2 separate regions of the Triticum aestivum genome follow, and region 2 is linked to region 1. The links are chromatin contacts, called in public Hi-C maps. All regions are on one chromosome and are shown on one strand. The core of a region is the stretch at or near the end of the contact, and the rest is flanking DNA. Distances in the headings are between cores, read along the strand shown. Region 1 overlaps LOC123113359 (serine/threonine-protein kinase pak-1). Region 2 holds the start of LOC123113360 (ABC transporter B family member 25).

Region 1 (7,935 bases), core at 1,642-4,141:
TCCAGTTAACCTATCAACGAGCTATTAGTTCGGCCAATGCATTTGATGGAAGCTTAGAGAAAATATTGAATCGGTATACTTGACGATATATGAGGTTGTCCATCTCGTTGATGAAATTCTTGTACAAGGACTTGTTCTTGCTTCCAAAAATTCTAACCCGGTCCCAAGAGAATGCCACGGTGGGGAGTCAAAAAACATCATCTTCTTCATTAAGGCCTACCCACACGTACGGTGAAGGATGCTTTTCAGGACGCCCAACCGGCAAACGCTCCCACATCCAGACCGAGAGGCCCCAAATACATCCACCCATGCATGGCTTCGAGGTGGTTTTCCTACATGTGACGTCGAGCTGCAACCCAAAAATCAAACTGGTTAAATGTACTAACATAAGAGTTGGAGGAGTGCTCTTTGTAGGAATTCATGAACATACTACCATGCTTAATGGATATTTGCATTACTTGTTACCTGACGGTATAAGTAGGCGAGCCCAGCAGACCCCCAGCTGTACTTCTCGTCCCAGTCGGCCCAGAAGTCAAGAAACATCCAAGGAGCAACGTCTCCAGAGCAGTCTCCAAAGACCACCTGTGATAGGAGGTGCCACATGTACTCTCGAGCATACCGCTCCCCGATCTCCTCATTAGCTTTTGCAGGGCATCCCGATCTATGATGCTGGAGCCAAGGGAATGGGACGCCATTTGTCCTGTTGTCAGTCCTTCCCTGGGCACTAAGAGAGGCCGAGCAGTCACCGATGAGAGCGGTAACCCTCGCACGCCAGTTCTTGCTGTCCACTCGTCCGGTGAGAGCCTTGTTGTCAATGGGAAGCCCGGTGATCATGGCAAAGTCCTCCAACGTCACCGTCAGCTCGCCACAAGAGAGATGGAAGATGTGTGTCTCCGGCCACCAACGATCAACGTGGGCGGTGAGATCTAAATGGCACATCGACGGCGGCACGCGCTTGAACTGAAGAACAAACGGTCAGCCCGGCACGCTCAAAGTACGGCTCGTAGCGCACGTCATATTGCATCTAGTTTTCCGTCGTGTGGCTCCTAAAGCGCACTACAACAAGTTTCTGTAACAATTGAGAAAAAAATGTCAGAAGCTTCCTTCATTCAAAAAATAGCATTGAAATGACAAAACTAATTGTTTGTCAAAATTATTACCTCTCCACGCTCGATAGCACGGGCACGATGATCCTTGTCAAAAGCAAGGTCAAGCCCCGTATGCAAACGCCCATTGTCCTCATCCTCGGCCATCCTAACATATATATAATTTTTTCACTTATTAGACAACATCGTCTATACATTCATCCATCACAACACAAAGCATCTATATGCATTATACATCACAACACAAAGCATCTATATGAAATACACACATTTTCACACTATGCATTAACCACCTACCAATTTTGCAAAACATTCATCCTCACAATTCTGCAATACATTAACCATCTACGAATTAGACAATGCCTTCATCCTCACAATCTTGCATTCACCATACATAAAAACTTCTTATACAATTCATATATACATAACAAAAAAAATGACCAACATATATGCATTCACCAACATATCCTCGCATATCTTGCAATGGTTTCAGCCACACTATATGATTTAGTACTAAGGCAAAACAATTTACATGACGATATCCGGAAAAAAAATTCATGGTGATAATGATGAAGAAGCCACCACCACATTGTCACTCGAGAAGAATTGCATCGTACACCAACAAAGAGGGATTTCATGACGAGAGCTCAGAAAGTGTTGTTCCTATATTCCAACATATACGCATTCACCAACATAAGCCTACTACTAAATCATATACTACTAAACAACTAAAACATCAGTAAAAAAATCAACATCAAAACCTAGGTTGCACCTAGTGCCAAAAATAGCTTCAAAAATAAAAAAGCATTGCGAAAATTGATTGGAGGGAATGGAGGAGCTTACCGGCCTCTTCGATTTGCCCCAAAGATGAGCGAAAATGGTGGAGGGAAGAGGAAGATCGAGGGAGGGGATCGGGAGGAGGAGAGAGGCGGTGCTCGCCTCTGTTCGAGTCGAGGAGAGGAGGAAGAACGGGCTGGTGGGTGGGGTAGGGGCCGCCCGCAGCCACCAAGCATAGAATTGCTTGTTTGGAACCTACCGCCATCCTCTCTGGCGGTAGGGAGCGACGTCCTACCGTCACGGTCTGTGGCGGTAACGACTTATCCACGTCAGCGCGGTAGACAGCGCCGTCGACGTTAACCCGGTCCCTACTGCCAGTACCTGTGGCGGTAGCATGTTCTAGCCTATCGCCAGCTCGGGTGACGGTAGGAAAAGGATCAGATCCAAAAAAAATTACGGCTAGGGGTCAGATGCAGCTAAACATGAAGGGTCAAAACAGTGAATTTGGCCGGATGCGGCACCGCACACCGTCGAATCGAACCGAACCGAGCTGTGTGTCCACGTCCTGCTTTGCTTGCCTTCGCCCGGTTTGGTTACGTTTTCGACTTAAGAAAGCGGACCTTGTGCGTCAACCGGAGCTTCTCTTCCTCCTTAAAAAACTCATCATCAAGGGATTGTGAGCCTCCACCCCCAGCCCAGTATTCCGAACCCTCTCCCAGTCTCCCTCAATCGAAGGAGGAGTGGTACTAGGTTTCGCGCTTCAGATTGACAAAAAGGAGACGCCCGGGCCTTCCGTTTTTTCTTTCCTCCAGCGAGGTCGGGCAGCGCGGGGCCGCTCGGCCGAGGAGAGGCGTGGAGGCGCGCGGCGAACCGGTGCCGGTGGTCGCGACGGGCGCGGCGAGATGGCGTCGGGGTGCGCGGCGGGCGCGGCGACGGTGGCGAGATGGCGCGGCGGGCGCGGCGAGATGGCGTCGGGGTGCGCGACGGGCGCGGCGAGTTGGCGCCGGGGTGTGCGGCGAGCTGGTGCCATGGCGCGAGGCTGCCCGCATCGGGCGTGGCGCGTGGGTTGCGGATGCCTTTGCTGGCACCTGCTGCTCGTTTGGGCACAGTGGGGGTGCGGGGGCGCTGCGGTTGGTTCTGGCCAGATCTGACCTCTGCCAACCTGTGGCTGGAGGGATGGCTCGAGGTGGCATCAGGCGCCGTTGGAGTGTGGCTGCGTTTCGCGCCTAGTCCGGCGATGTGTGGTGGCTGTAGCGGTGGTGTCGGGGATGGTTGGTGGTTGTCTCTCCTTCAAGCGCGTCCACGTCCGGCTCCTGGAGCTGTGGCGCCGTTCAGTTTGTCGTGTGCTACAGAAGGCCCGGACAGGCCAGATCTAGCACGAATAGTCCTGTTCTTGCGCGCGGTGGTGCGAGCTGCACAGTTTGGCCTGGATCCTGCCCAGTCCTGCGCGCGGTGGTGCTGACCGGCTATGTTTGGCTCTCCCTCGGCCTTCATGTGCGCTGCGGTGCGGAGGATCGCCCAGTTCTGCGCACGGAGGTAGAGGATGGCCAGATACGGCTTGGTTCGCCCAGGGCCTGCGAGCGGCGGTGCAGACCGGCCGGGTTGGCGTGTGCTCGCCGAGTTCCTGCATGCGGCTTGACCAATTCGTTTCTAGTAGTGTTGGTTTGGGCTCTTGTTGCATTGTGGAGCTGGTGGCCTCGGATCCTTGGATTGTTGGTGGAAGACTCGGCTCCGGATGAAAATCATGCATCGACTCTGTCGTTGCTGGCGGTAACGGCATCCACGGATGTCGTCTTCCTCCTTGGAGGTATCGTTGTGGAGTCGTTTGCCCTTCCCTCCCAACTGCGTGAGATCTCCGGGTGAAAACCTAAGATCGGCCAATGCCAGATCGGATGACGGCGGAGTCCTCAACTTCGTTTTCCTCCTTGGAGGCGTCATCTTGGTGATCCCGCCGATGGGTTCCGATGGTGTTCACGTTTGATGGTAGAGCCTGTGTTTGTCGTGCTGCCGACAGGGCTTTTCTTTCTTTTCTTTTTGCGCTGCCTTTGCAGTGCTTTCCTCCTCTGAGGATTCTTGTAACACCTTCTTCTGATCAATGAATTTGGCAGTTCACCTGCCAATATTCAAAAAAAAAATCGAAGGAGGAGAAAGGACAGCGACGGGCAGCAGCTCTTCCACGTCGTCCGTCACAAGAGAACCAACGGGCACACTCGTGCCAGCAAGGACCATGCCTTTCGTGGTCTCCGACTTGGTCTCTCGGGTCTACTCTCCACACCCAAACCTTAACCAAAGGAGAAAGGACAAGGACGGGCAGCAAGTGCTCCACGTCCGTCGGAAGCGCCAACGGGCACACTCGTGCCACCAAGGTCCGCGGACCATGCCTTTCAAGATCCAGTAGACGAGAAAACAGTTCGAACCATCCCTCATCTGGAGCTGTCATACAGTGTGACAGCACGAACCGTGCCTTTCGTTCTACTCCCTCTGCAAACTTTTATAAAAACGTTTTATAGTGATCTAAAACGTCTTATCAAAGCTTACAGAGGTAGTAAATGTTTATCTGCCACCAAACGGACGGCTGATTAACTAATTATTACTCGTCCTCTTTATTTCGAGGGGGAGAACAATTGCATATGCTGAAAATACAAGTTCCAATCGCCATTTGCGCCACAAAATTGCTTACCAAAACTTAGCTACACAATCTGTACATTGCACCGACCACTGAAAAAGACCTAGAGGCTATAAACACAAGGCAAAATTTCCCATCTCCGCAGCACAAAGAATTCCATCCAACTTCCACCCAGCCACCCACCCACCCAGCGTCTATAAATTCAGAAAACTGGCCATACGCTCCACCAGCGTCAGACCTGCAGCCTGCACCACGCTTTTGATCCCACACGACCCCAGGCTGAGCCGAATCGCAATGCCCGCCATGAAAATGTCAAGGCCAAGGTCAGCCCTTGCCTCCACGCAGCACCATGGCGTGCCGAATCCTTCCAGAGATGTATGTAGTCGTCGCTCATGGATCCGTCTACAACCTCAGTATGGTCCGAAGCGTATCACAAAGGTTCTGTATCGTCTGCTGCTCTTCTGTCGCTTGTGAATCTTGAAGAGGCATGTCCTCGTAGCACCTGCAGTATTTATGAAACCAGACAAGCATTTTCATATTAATGGAACCATTCCCTCGATCATTACATAAAGGAAAGCTCTAATGAAAAAGAAGTAGTTCGAACAACTCACGTCTTATGGTAAGCGAGAGCCTGGGCCAGGTTCATCAATGTAGGGCTTGTCGTTAATCTGTCGTGCACACCAGGAGGAAGAGGGGCCTAGCGCAATCAAGTCCAGCATCAGACACACATCTGGGCATGAGAAATAGTGCCGCTTTGCAACTGATGAGCGGAACAGTCTACAGCATACCTCATTTTGCCCTTTGCGCCCTTTCTTTGCCTGCCCGTCGCCACTGAAAAGCTCCCTGACTGCCTCCAAGGCATCAGTTGTGCTTGAACCAGCAGGGCCATTGCCTGCTACGCTATCCGATACTAGAGCTAGTGGTGAAATGTCAATAGCCTTAAGAAATGGAATAGGCACGGTGTTTCCGGCCGCATAGATTGACCAGAGCTACAAAAGGAATTTTGTTGACACTTTTAGGAGTGGGGTCAAACGGGGAAGCATGCAATTGCAACAATTATCTGGCGTGCTAAAGAGTCATATAGAAAAATATTTGACCGCAAAGCGTATACCTTATCCTGAACCGAAAATGCTTTACGGCTTGGGCTGCTGCTTAATTTGTTCATTGTGCTAGCAACACCTGGTGATGCAGTGATATCATGGCGCAGCACAGTCCCTTCTGCGCCCTTGTGCTGCTTAACTGTTCCAGTTGAACGTGGCATTGTTTTAGGTTCTTGGATGTCAGGAAGTCCATACAAGTCCCGCTCTTTACTGGCATCACTATCAGCTGTGCTCTCCGCCCTATCAAAATAGCATACATAAGAATCTTTCTGGCGAGAGATAGGTTTTGCTTGTTTTGTTTTGCTTTCTAGGAATGACAGATGTACACGAGAAAATCTCGTACCAAAATTTTGAAATAAGCTCAGCCCTCTTTGGATCATGCGTGAAAGAGTTGATGCTACCAAGGCCCGGTATGAACTCTGTTCTTGGGAAAATAGATGATTCGGCCGCTTCATCGCCATCTTCAGGATGGACTATCATTGTGCCAAAATCGCCTATAAAGAGAGAAGTTAATTGCTGGTTTCAGATGCATAGCACACAAGACAACAAAATACTAAACAACGCCTATACTTTGAAGCGTCCCATCTGAGAAACAACTAAAATCCTGCCCACCAGAATACCACGAAAAGCATTATAAGAAGCTATCTCAACACTAGATACATGAAACGACACCAGCAGGCAGCAGGTCACCACCTGAGCTGTATCATGTTCAACTCATGTATGCTCACAAAACTAATAGTTAAAAACCTACACGCTACGCATCATGTATCAGGTCGCTATTTACCATTAGCATACCTAGTGGCAGAACAGAACCAACAAATAAACTCAAAAGACAACATGACGAGGAAACAGTGCCAGGATAACAGCAAATCTGGTACTTGGTGAAATGGATGCATTGAGTGTGGAACATGCCCATGCTCTATGCTTGCACAGTTATCATTACCTCCCGAACCATCATTTTTTGTTTCATGAGTTGACTGAGAGTTTGTCGGAACAGTTTCTCCATAATCTTCATTAATTCGAACAGTTGCATCCATTGCCTGTAGATACCGAAGTCAGAATATCATAATGACCAAACCGACGTACATACACATAACAATAGAAGAGATTGTTTTACATCATCAGAGTCAGGCAGCTGGTTTTGTGCAGCTGTTTCTCTGATGATTTTTGCTTCCTTGATCTTTGCCAACATTTTTGAAGCTCCAGTGTTGCACTTCTCAATAAATTTGTGCTGCAGGACAATTTTAAAAAATGAGAACAACACAAATAAATAAATATAGAAATAAAAAATCATAAAGATGCCTCACAAAGTTATCCCTGAGCACTAAAGAAGTACCTTCAGCATCTCAATTGCAGGAGGCCGGAGTCTTGCATCCTTTGTTAGGCACTTGGCAATAAAATCATGAAAGAGAAGAGACCTGGAGGGTAGGATACAAGAGCTTAGACCAACCGGTGTTTAAAACTCAAGCACTTCATTGGATTAAGCTCAAAATTTTGGTGTGCCTTGACTAAATGACACAACTTAATAAATCAGTATTAGCAGGAAGTGGTGGATTGGCAAAACAATAAACTAAATTAAAGAAAATAGCATTGTGATTCCCTCTTATAGAATAAATCTATATTTTCCTCATGCTCTAAGCTAGTTCACAATCTGACATATGTTTGGGACTTAGTGTTTGAAAACCCACGAGATCTTAACAGGTCAGGGCAAAAATATGTCATTGCCACCTTTTCCACATTACAAGAGTGATAATCTGATAGAGGAATAAATAAACAAGAAGAAGAAATGACGGCTACTGTTGACGTTCCGTGTCTTGCTTGTATAACTAACACAACTAAGGCCTTGTACAATGCAAGGCGATTAGGGAAGGTGCTTAGAGAAATAAACCAGTGTTTCTTTAAGCACCGGTGCTTACTTGTAGAGGGTAGACGCTTAGTTAGGCGCCTCTCCTGTAGAAATAGGCACGGGTGCTTCAGAAAAACCCGGTTTATTTTTCTAAGCACCTCTCTAAGCATCTAGCATTGTACAAGGCCTAAGCATCACAACTGATCTTGCATTGGTTTTGAAGACTGGTAATGCATTAGTAGCCAGTAACATGCATGTCGATTTATAGCCAGATTATTACAGAATTTACAGTATCAAGTTTGGTACTGGACAAACTGCATCCTACGTCAACGATAGCTACACCTCATCCAGGGATTAGCCAAAAAAGTCATGTCAATATCTCCCAACAAAAAAAAGAACACTTAGTTTACAAACAAAAGTAGTATGAATCTCAGATGGCGTTCTCGGAATTTCTTGGTAGATTAAAGGAAACCTGGGCCT
Region 2 (7,935 bases), core at 2,544-5,043, 87 kb before region 1:
ACATTTGTCCCCAGTGTTTGTCATTGAGGAAACACGATCAAGTAGTTGAAAAACTCTACGGCTTGCGCCTGATGCTTTCATTACAGTTGTGTATAGTCCTGACAAGGCAGAGACTGACGAGCCAACTGCATACTCAAGAGAGGGATGAATTGTTGAGAAAAGCCAGCATACACATAATCATGACAATTAGAACAGAAGTTCCCCTTATAAACATGATTATTATAACTGACTTGTAGATTTCCAGTTGCGGTATTGGTAGAATACTGGGTTCGGTAAAAACGAAAGTGATAATGCTGAATCTTACCTGTAAGGCTGTATAAGATGAAAGACGTAAGAGAACCAGTTGTCATGTAACCATTGATGGTTAAGTTAGCTCCATAAATAACTACAACAACAACCGACAGAGTTGATGCAGCATTAAGCCCTCCAGAAAATAGTCCAACAACTTTCTACAAAAAAATGCATAGTCAGGTCATTATGCAAAATAGTGCCATTTTTCTATACACTAAGATTACAGTACTCACAGCTTGCTTGAGACCAAGCTTCAGTGTCTCGTTTACTTTTCCGCCATATCGTGAAACCTCATGAGGCTCCTGAGCAAAGGCTCTTACTGTGCGAATGGCACCAAAAGATTCCTAGATGGTAGAAGGTAGAATTGTTAATGCCCAAATACAACAAATCAAGGATTCTACCACATGGTTGAAATGAAAACTCAACGTGCGCATTGGATTATTTTTTCTGTAATCATTACAGTAATTAAAGTAAGGTTTCACCAAAGTTCTCCTATGCTCATCATCAAATCAAATATCAGATATACAAACCTCAGCTATGGATGAAGCTACAGCAGCCGCAGCTTGTGTCTGATGTGAAAGCTCACGAAGAAAACGCCCAAATTTACGCACAGCAACTGATATCACTGGAACAATTACAAGTGCCAACACTGTGGAGGAATAGTAAATGAGATTAACAGAATAGTGTGGAGAGTAAAGACTGAAGAGGAACTAAATCAAAGCGGTTATTTATTTTTAAATGCATGTACGCAAGCGAAACTATCAGGACCACATGTTTTTTAAACCATTTTATGTTACTACAAACTTTTACTGTACTGTGCAGAAGACTATACTTCCATCAGAACCAACGGAACCAACAGGTAGGGGAGACTCACAAAAGTACAAGACACTACACATGCAAGCCCGGTCTCATTTTATCGATGCAGAGGTAGATGCCACATAGGCAAACAGATCATCACATCCCAATGGGGTCCATGCTGTTGTGGTGGCTTAGCTGAGGTGAATTTGCCCCTCAGATCAGTCTACATACCTACCAATAAGATCCAACGCCCTCAAATTGATGATGTGTGTGGATGGGGCAATGGGCATCTATCTCCTCTTCAGAAAAACTAAACCAAATTCCTCCTGTTTATGGCAAGCCGGCATGTCTCTCGGTTGTGACAAAAGCATGGTTTTCTGTAGGCTAGGGAAAATTACATGCAGTTCCTTCAAAGATTTCATAGACGTGCGCTTTTGTGGTAGCCACTCTTTGAGAAAATTCCTCCATTAAATAAAATTATGAACAAATATAATGATTTGCGAATGCCCCCCCACAGGTATGTTCCTTAGTGGAGTCAGCAAATTAAGTAAAGCTGTTGTGCACAGGCAACAAAATGAGATGCAACAAAGTTCTTAATCTGTAGAACAAAAGCATGTGGAACTGGTACTTACATGTCAGCTTCCATGACGTTGAAAACATAAAGCCAAGACCAATAGCTGTGGTAGTCAGATTACGCAGTGCTTCTGAAAGGTTTGTTGTAGCGGCATTCTTTATAATTTGGGTATCTTCAGAAAGCCTGCTTAAGAGCTCTCCTGTTCTAGTCACGTCAAAAAATGCTATTTCCTGTGGGGGCACAAGACATGTGTGCAGACTTGATAATAAGAACACAGATATATGGAAGACAGGAACAAAGCTATTTGGACAGAGAATTAAGGCACTTGCCTGGTTTATGAGATGACTGAACAAGTCCTGTCTAAGTCGAGCAACGACTCTCTCACTAGCAGAATTGAACAGCCATGCCCGAAGAGCTGTGCAAACTGACCTGAAACAGGGGCAGAGTTGGTTTCTAATATTTCAAGCTTAAATAGCTACTTGGGTTTAGCACATTAACATGAATTCTTCTCTAGAAGGAGAAAGTAAGTAGAGAGTAATGGTGTAGTTATCAGTACCAACTAAAATTGCGGCCTACCTAGATCCACCAAGCATAAACTGTTTATAAAAGATGGTAGTGGCAGTGTCATATAACAGAATATCCCTCTATAATCCTCAAAAATAAGTTTCCAAGAAAGATATATACCCGGTTACAACTATTAGCACAATGTACAATATGGTGCCGTTCACATCCGCCAGGGCTTGGGCCTTATCCTCTGGCCGCTGAACATCTCTTGACACAATATCAATTATCTTGCCTCCGTATTTGGGCTGTAGGATAACAGAACATGATCCATCCATTAGGCTTTTAAAATAAGATGATCCATCCATGAAGACAGGAAACATGTGCAACATTGATGCTCTTTATAGGCGGAAGTACAACTTGCTCTGTACGGAGTAGTATTTAATCCTGTCACGCAAGAACCAACGCACACTCACCACACCCCACTCCTATTTAATCATGTCACACAAGAACCAACGCACACTCACCACACCACACTCGTATTTAATCATGTCACACAAGAACCAACGCACTCTACTGGCCGCTATTTAATACTCCTGTTTTCATGTAGTAATCCGGGCAGAGTAGTAATCCTGCCACGCATGAACCAATGTACTCACGAGTCAAAACTGATTACTGAAACAACAGTGATATCTGCACATTTCTCTTTGCCACAGTTTTCATGTAGCTACAGTTTCGGTTTATCTTAGTTCAACCAATATTGTTGGTGTTGTGGGAGCGATTAATCGGGTTCAAAATTAAAGCCCGGGCTCATATAAGAGCCTGAGCCACTGTGTGAGGCTTCACCAGAACAGGGAACGCAATTCAGCACCAAATAACTGCGCAATCATAATAAGTGAGGAGTACCTACAACGAGGAGGTTGCTGAGAGAGGCGACGAGCAGCGCGATGGTGGCGAAGACGAGCTTCCCCGCGTCATGTTTTGCCTGCAAACCATTTTCCTCGTGAATTTAGCAGAGCAAATCATCACTGAAACTTTCCCGGTCTTAAACCTAGTATAATATCAGACGGTGCTCACCAACTTGATGACCCGGCAGAACCCGACGTTGGCCGCCTGAGAGGATTCCGATTAGACCATGTGAAAAAGGAAAGACGAATTAGTAGCCATGGCTGTAGCTGAAGCTCTGGTCCATGGAGAAACCAAACCAAGGGTACTGTGTGACAGGGGAGTGAGTCAGTCAGCGGGGCGGCGAACCTGGACGTTGCTGCCCTCCTCGAGGTCGGAGAGGATCCTGGACGTCTCCTGCAAAGCAAAGCCGCCGGCGCGGGCGGGGTCGGTTAGCCCCCCCAAATTCCGAACTCAGGCGGTTAAAAAACAGGAAAAAAAAAAGGAAGGGCGGGGCCGCGGGAGAACTGGCGCTAGGTACCCCGTTGTTGAGGAGCGGGACGCGGTTGCCGCGGGGCGCGGTGTTGATGCGCATCTCCCTCACCATCGCCGGCGGCCGCCCCTGGGGCTGGGGGGTTCGTCGGCCAACGGGTGAGGGGATGGGAGGGGAGGGAGCCGGGGGCGAGGGAGGGGACGGTGCGCTTAGGATGGAGGATTGGTGGTCGTCGATCACATGTCACGCGCGGACAAAAGGTTCGGGACGACTCGAGGGGGGGGGGGGGGGGGGGGGGGGGGCACCCCTCGCGTCGCATTCCCCCGTCGTACGTGTGCGATCCCGCGTGGGAGCCCCGGCCCGGACTCCGGCGGTCGATTGGTGGGCGACCCTGACCCACGAGTCCACGACCCACGCTGGTATGCCCAGGAGTAGGAATATCCCACGATCCCTCCCCGTCCCCATCCCCCTCTGCTTGGCGAATCAGGCTTCCGGTGCAGGGGGCAGTCGCTCGCTCGCTCGCTCGCTGGTTCGGTGGGATGCGGCACTGGACCACGCCGTCACATTCACGCACGCCTAGGTGGGATGCGGCGGCCAAATTCACTGTTTTGACCCTTTTATGCACGTTTAGCTGCATCTGACCCCTATCCGTAAAAAAATTTAGATCTGACCCTTTTCCTACCGCCACCCGAGCTGGCGGTAGGCTAGAACATGCTACAGCCACGGGTGCTGGCGGTAGGGACCGGGTCGATGTCGACGGTGCCGTCTGTCGTGCTGACGTGGGTAAGTGGCTACCGCCACAGATCGTGGCGATAGGGCGTCGCTCCCTACCGCCAGAGAGGGTGGCGGTAGGGTGCAGAATGCACAAAACCAACAACTGGGGATTTGGTGGGCCTCACAAGCCACCCATTCGCCCCCAAATCCTTTCTTCCCCGAGCTGAGCCCTCTCCCCCATCCTAGAGCTCCATCAAATTCATCTCCATTGCTCGAGTTTTCTCCGGTGGATTGAGGTCATTTTCATCACTAAAGGTACCTAACCCACTCTCTTCTTTTTGGTTGGTTGGAATCAACTTATTTGATGACATTGATTCCTTTTATGCAAACCCTGGTTGTGCTCCTTTTTGTGTGAAATCAATGGATTTGATGGATGGTAGATCTAGATCTAGGGTTGTATATGTGTGATTGACCATGTGTAGTGTGCTAACTTCGTTGTTTGTAGCTAGATCTATGGTTATTGTTTTGGTTAATTCTAGGGTTAGGGTTAGTGGTAAGCAAAGTCATTATTTAGTTGTTAGGGTTAAGCCATGATATTTTGTTCTTTTGTTGTTATTTGTTTTGTTGCTTAAATGTATTGCATAGAACTTTTATCGATCCATGGGATGCACAATGGATATTGTCCCATATTATGTTGCCGCCTATCATTAACATTTTCTAAAATTTATTTAGATGGGTAGTATCGTGAATCTCCATTATTTGGATAAGAAGACATTTATGAATGGCAATGACGATCAAGGGGAAGAACACATGGTATTTGAGTATAGCCCAACCTATGAGGACGTAGTTGTGAAAGTTAGAAGTATGTACATTGGATGGACCCAAGTGATGAGGTTAAACTTATTGGAAGGTATGATGTTGGAGTGGGGGTGAAGTCGGTTGAAAAGTATGTCTATCACCTCGGAATTGCATTGGAAGATGTACAAGGGTAAAGTGGAGCAATCACAAGACAACTCACTTGAATTATTTGCCACCAAGACTGATGCTCCTCTGCTACAAATTGACTTGAACCGGCATGCCTCCTCCCCAATACATGATGCTAGGGTTGAGGTGTATGTGCCCAATTCTTATAGTCAACCACCAAGTAGTCAATCAAATGAAGAGGAGATGAATGATAGATCCACAGTAATTCAAGACCCAAAGATTCTAGCTATGGCTCATGTTGATGATGATGATGCTTATGCGGAAGAAGAAAAAATTCATTACAATCCAATAGGTAACTTGGATGCATTGTCCATCAACAAGACATGGATCATAGCCTCCCTTATAACCGTATGTGTGGTTATGGCTCAGATGACGAGGGTCCTGAGGAAGATTTGGACGAAGATGGATTCACGGTGCAAGAAAAACAATTCTTCAAGGAGGTGCACGACAAGGAAAGAGGACCCCCATTGTTTCGTGATCTTAGCCTTGCCGACCATGCCATTGTTGATGGTGGCATGATACTGGGGTTGGTTGAACCAACATCGTGCCCGAGAGTCAGCGATCCAAGGCCAAAGGGTGAGGACGAGAATGCTCATTTGAAAAAAGGCATCAAGTTTGGGTGCTTCCAAGAGTTTAAGATGTGGTTGAGTGACTATGCCATTCGGAACCATAGGCCATTTGTTGTTGGTCATTCGAACCAAGAGGTGTGGTACACCGTGAAGTGTGACAAATAAGGTTGTAAATGGAAGGTTCGTGGAAGAAAAATTCAAGAAATGGGGCAATGGGAGTTGAAAAGTTGTGTAGCTACTCACGAGTGCATACCTCCAGACAAAGCTGATCGAAGCAAGGGCCACCGTCAACTCACTTCAGAGTTTCTTGGCTACAAATTATTGAATGAGATATCCCATGACCCAACCGTGAAGGTGAAGTTTCTGATGAGTATTGTTGAAAAAATGTACGGATACAAGGTCAACTACGGGAAGGTATGGAAGGCCAAGTCAAATGCTACTAGGATGTTGCATGTTGATTATGCGGCCGCATACAATATTCTTCCGAGGATGTTGGGAGCCATTGCACATAAGAACTCAGGCATGCGTCATGGGATTGAGGACATTGACGGAGTGTTTCATCGTGCCTTCTGGAGTTTTGGGCAATGCATCGAGGCATTTAAGCATTGTCGTCCGCTGTTGTCTATAGATGGCACTTTCTTGACCGGCAAATACAAGGGCACACTAATGGTGGCAATGGCTCATTCGTCCAATGATAACGTGTTGCCGGTGGCCTTTGCTTTAGTTCCTTCCGAGCATGATGACAATTGGGAGTGGTTCATGGGGCATGTGAGGACCAAGGTGATTGGGAAGAGGTAGGTATGCATTATATCGGACCGACACCATGGCATTCTCAAATCCATAGAAGTTGTCATTCCTGGGCTTCCAATGCTTCATCACCGATGGTGCATGAGGCATTTCGTGGTGAACTTTTACCGGGCATGCAAGAGCAAGGAGTTTTGCAAAGACCTTACACATGTTTGTGTGGCATTCACCATCGATGCATTCAAAATTCGGTATGATAAACTCTTCAAGGCTTTGGCAAAGAACAAAGGTGGAAGAGCATTCTTGGAAAGGAATTATGGGGAGAAGCATAAGTGGTCACGCGCTTACGATGAAGGAGGTTGGAGATACGGTGACATGATGAGCAACATGGTTGAATGCTTCAACAATGTGCTTAAGGGCGTCCGTTCTTTGCCGTGTGACTGCAATACTGAAATACGCCTTCTTCAAGCTAAACGAGTATTTTCTTAGGCATTCCGAAACCACCGCCAAATGGATAGGTGAGAAAAAAGAGTATCCCGACAAGGTTGATGATTGGTTGAGGTTTCAAGCAGGGGAGTCCTTGCATCAACAAATCATTAGATTCAACGACAAAGAAATGATCTACCAAGTGGACGAGCCAGGTGGCACAACACGAGACGGTGTGGCTTACGGCGGTGTTGCGTATAAGGTGGACCTCAAGAACCAGTGGTGTCAGTGTGAGAGGCCTCATAAGTACCATTGGTCGTGCTTGTTGGGGAACGTAGCAGAAATTCAAAATTTTGCTACGCATCACCAAGATCAATCTATGGAGATTCTAGCAACAAGAGAGAGAGGGAGTGCATCTTCATACCCTTGAAGATCGCTAAGCGGAAGCGTTACAAGAACGCGGTTGATGGAGTTGTACTTGCGGCGATTCAAATCGCGGAAGATCCGATCTAGCACCAAACGGATGGCGCCTCCGTGTTCAACACACATACAGCCCAGGGACGTCTCCTCCTTCTTGACCCAGCAAGGGGAGAGGAGAAGTTGAGGGAGAACTCCGACAGCACATCGGCACGGTGGTGGTGGAGCTCGTGGTATTCCTGCAGGGCTTCGCCAAGCACTACGGAGTAGGAGGAAGAGTTGGAGGAGGAAGGGGCTGTGCCAAAAGCAAGGGTGTTGCAGCCCTCCCACCCACTCTCTATTTATAGAGTGAAGGGGAGAGGGGGCTGGCCCCTCTAGATCCCATCTAGAGGGGGGGCGGCGGCCAGGAGGGGGAGACTTGCCCCCCAAGCAAGGTGGAGGCGCCCCCCTCCCCTAGGGTTTCCAACCCTAGGCGGCTTGGGCCCTTGGGGAGGGGCGCACCAGCCCACTAGGGGCTGGTTCCCTCCCATATTCAGCCC

What was found. Hi-C and Micro-C count contacts between places; a contact is called where the count stands out from the background.
Region 2: a Hi-C map of an unstated tissue shows a contact between it and region 1, with 10 times the contacts expected there. The contact joins the promoter of LOC123113360 here to the enhancer-like site in region 1. A contact is called at or near these places in 3 of 5 Hi-C or Micro-C datasets (leaf and an unstated tissue) and 1 of 1 datasets of contacts at active chromatin or transcription factors (leaf).

What each region holds. Positions count from the first base shown.
Region 1 is chr5B:578,161,812-578,169,746 of IWGSC CS RefSeq v2.1, reverse strand. It overlaps LOC123113359 (serine/threonine-protein kinase pak-1), which reads right to left. Exons shown (of 18, transcript XM_044534571.1): 11 at 6,946-7,027; 12 at 6,727-6,840; 13 at 6,553-6,649; 14 at 5,953-6,103; 15 at 5,621-5,849; 16 at 5,298-5,498; 17 at 5,121-5,206; 18 at 4,458-5,011. The coding sequence ends at 4,912. Among protein-coding and RNA genes, the nearest start is that of LOC123113359, 9.2 kb to the right of the region's middle. Within about 2 kb of position 2,891, at least 2 of the 8 cell types and tissues checked have an H3K27ac peak or open chromatin away from gene starts, as enhancers often do.
Region 2 is chr5B:578,249,401-578,257,335 of IWGSC CS RefSeq v2.1, reverse strand. LOC123113360 (ABC transporter B family member 25) reads right to left here and starts at 3,793. Exons shown (of 17, transcript XM_044534572.1): 1 at 3,591-3,793; 2 at 3,419-3,466; 3 at 3,242-3,277; 4 at 3,075-3,149; 5 at 2,348-2,472; 6 at 1,993-2,092; 7 at 1,722-1,893; 8 at 822-940; 9 at 525-635; 10 at 305-449; 11 at 1-125. The coding sequence starts at 3,656.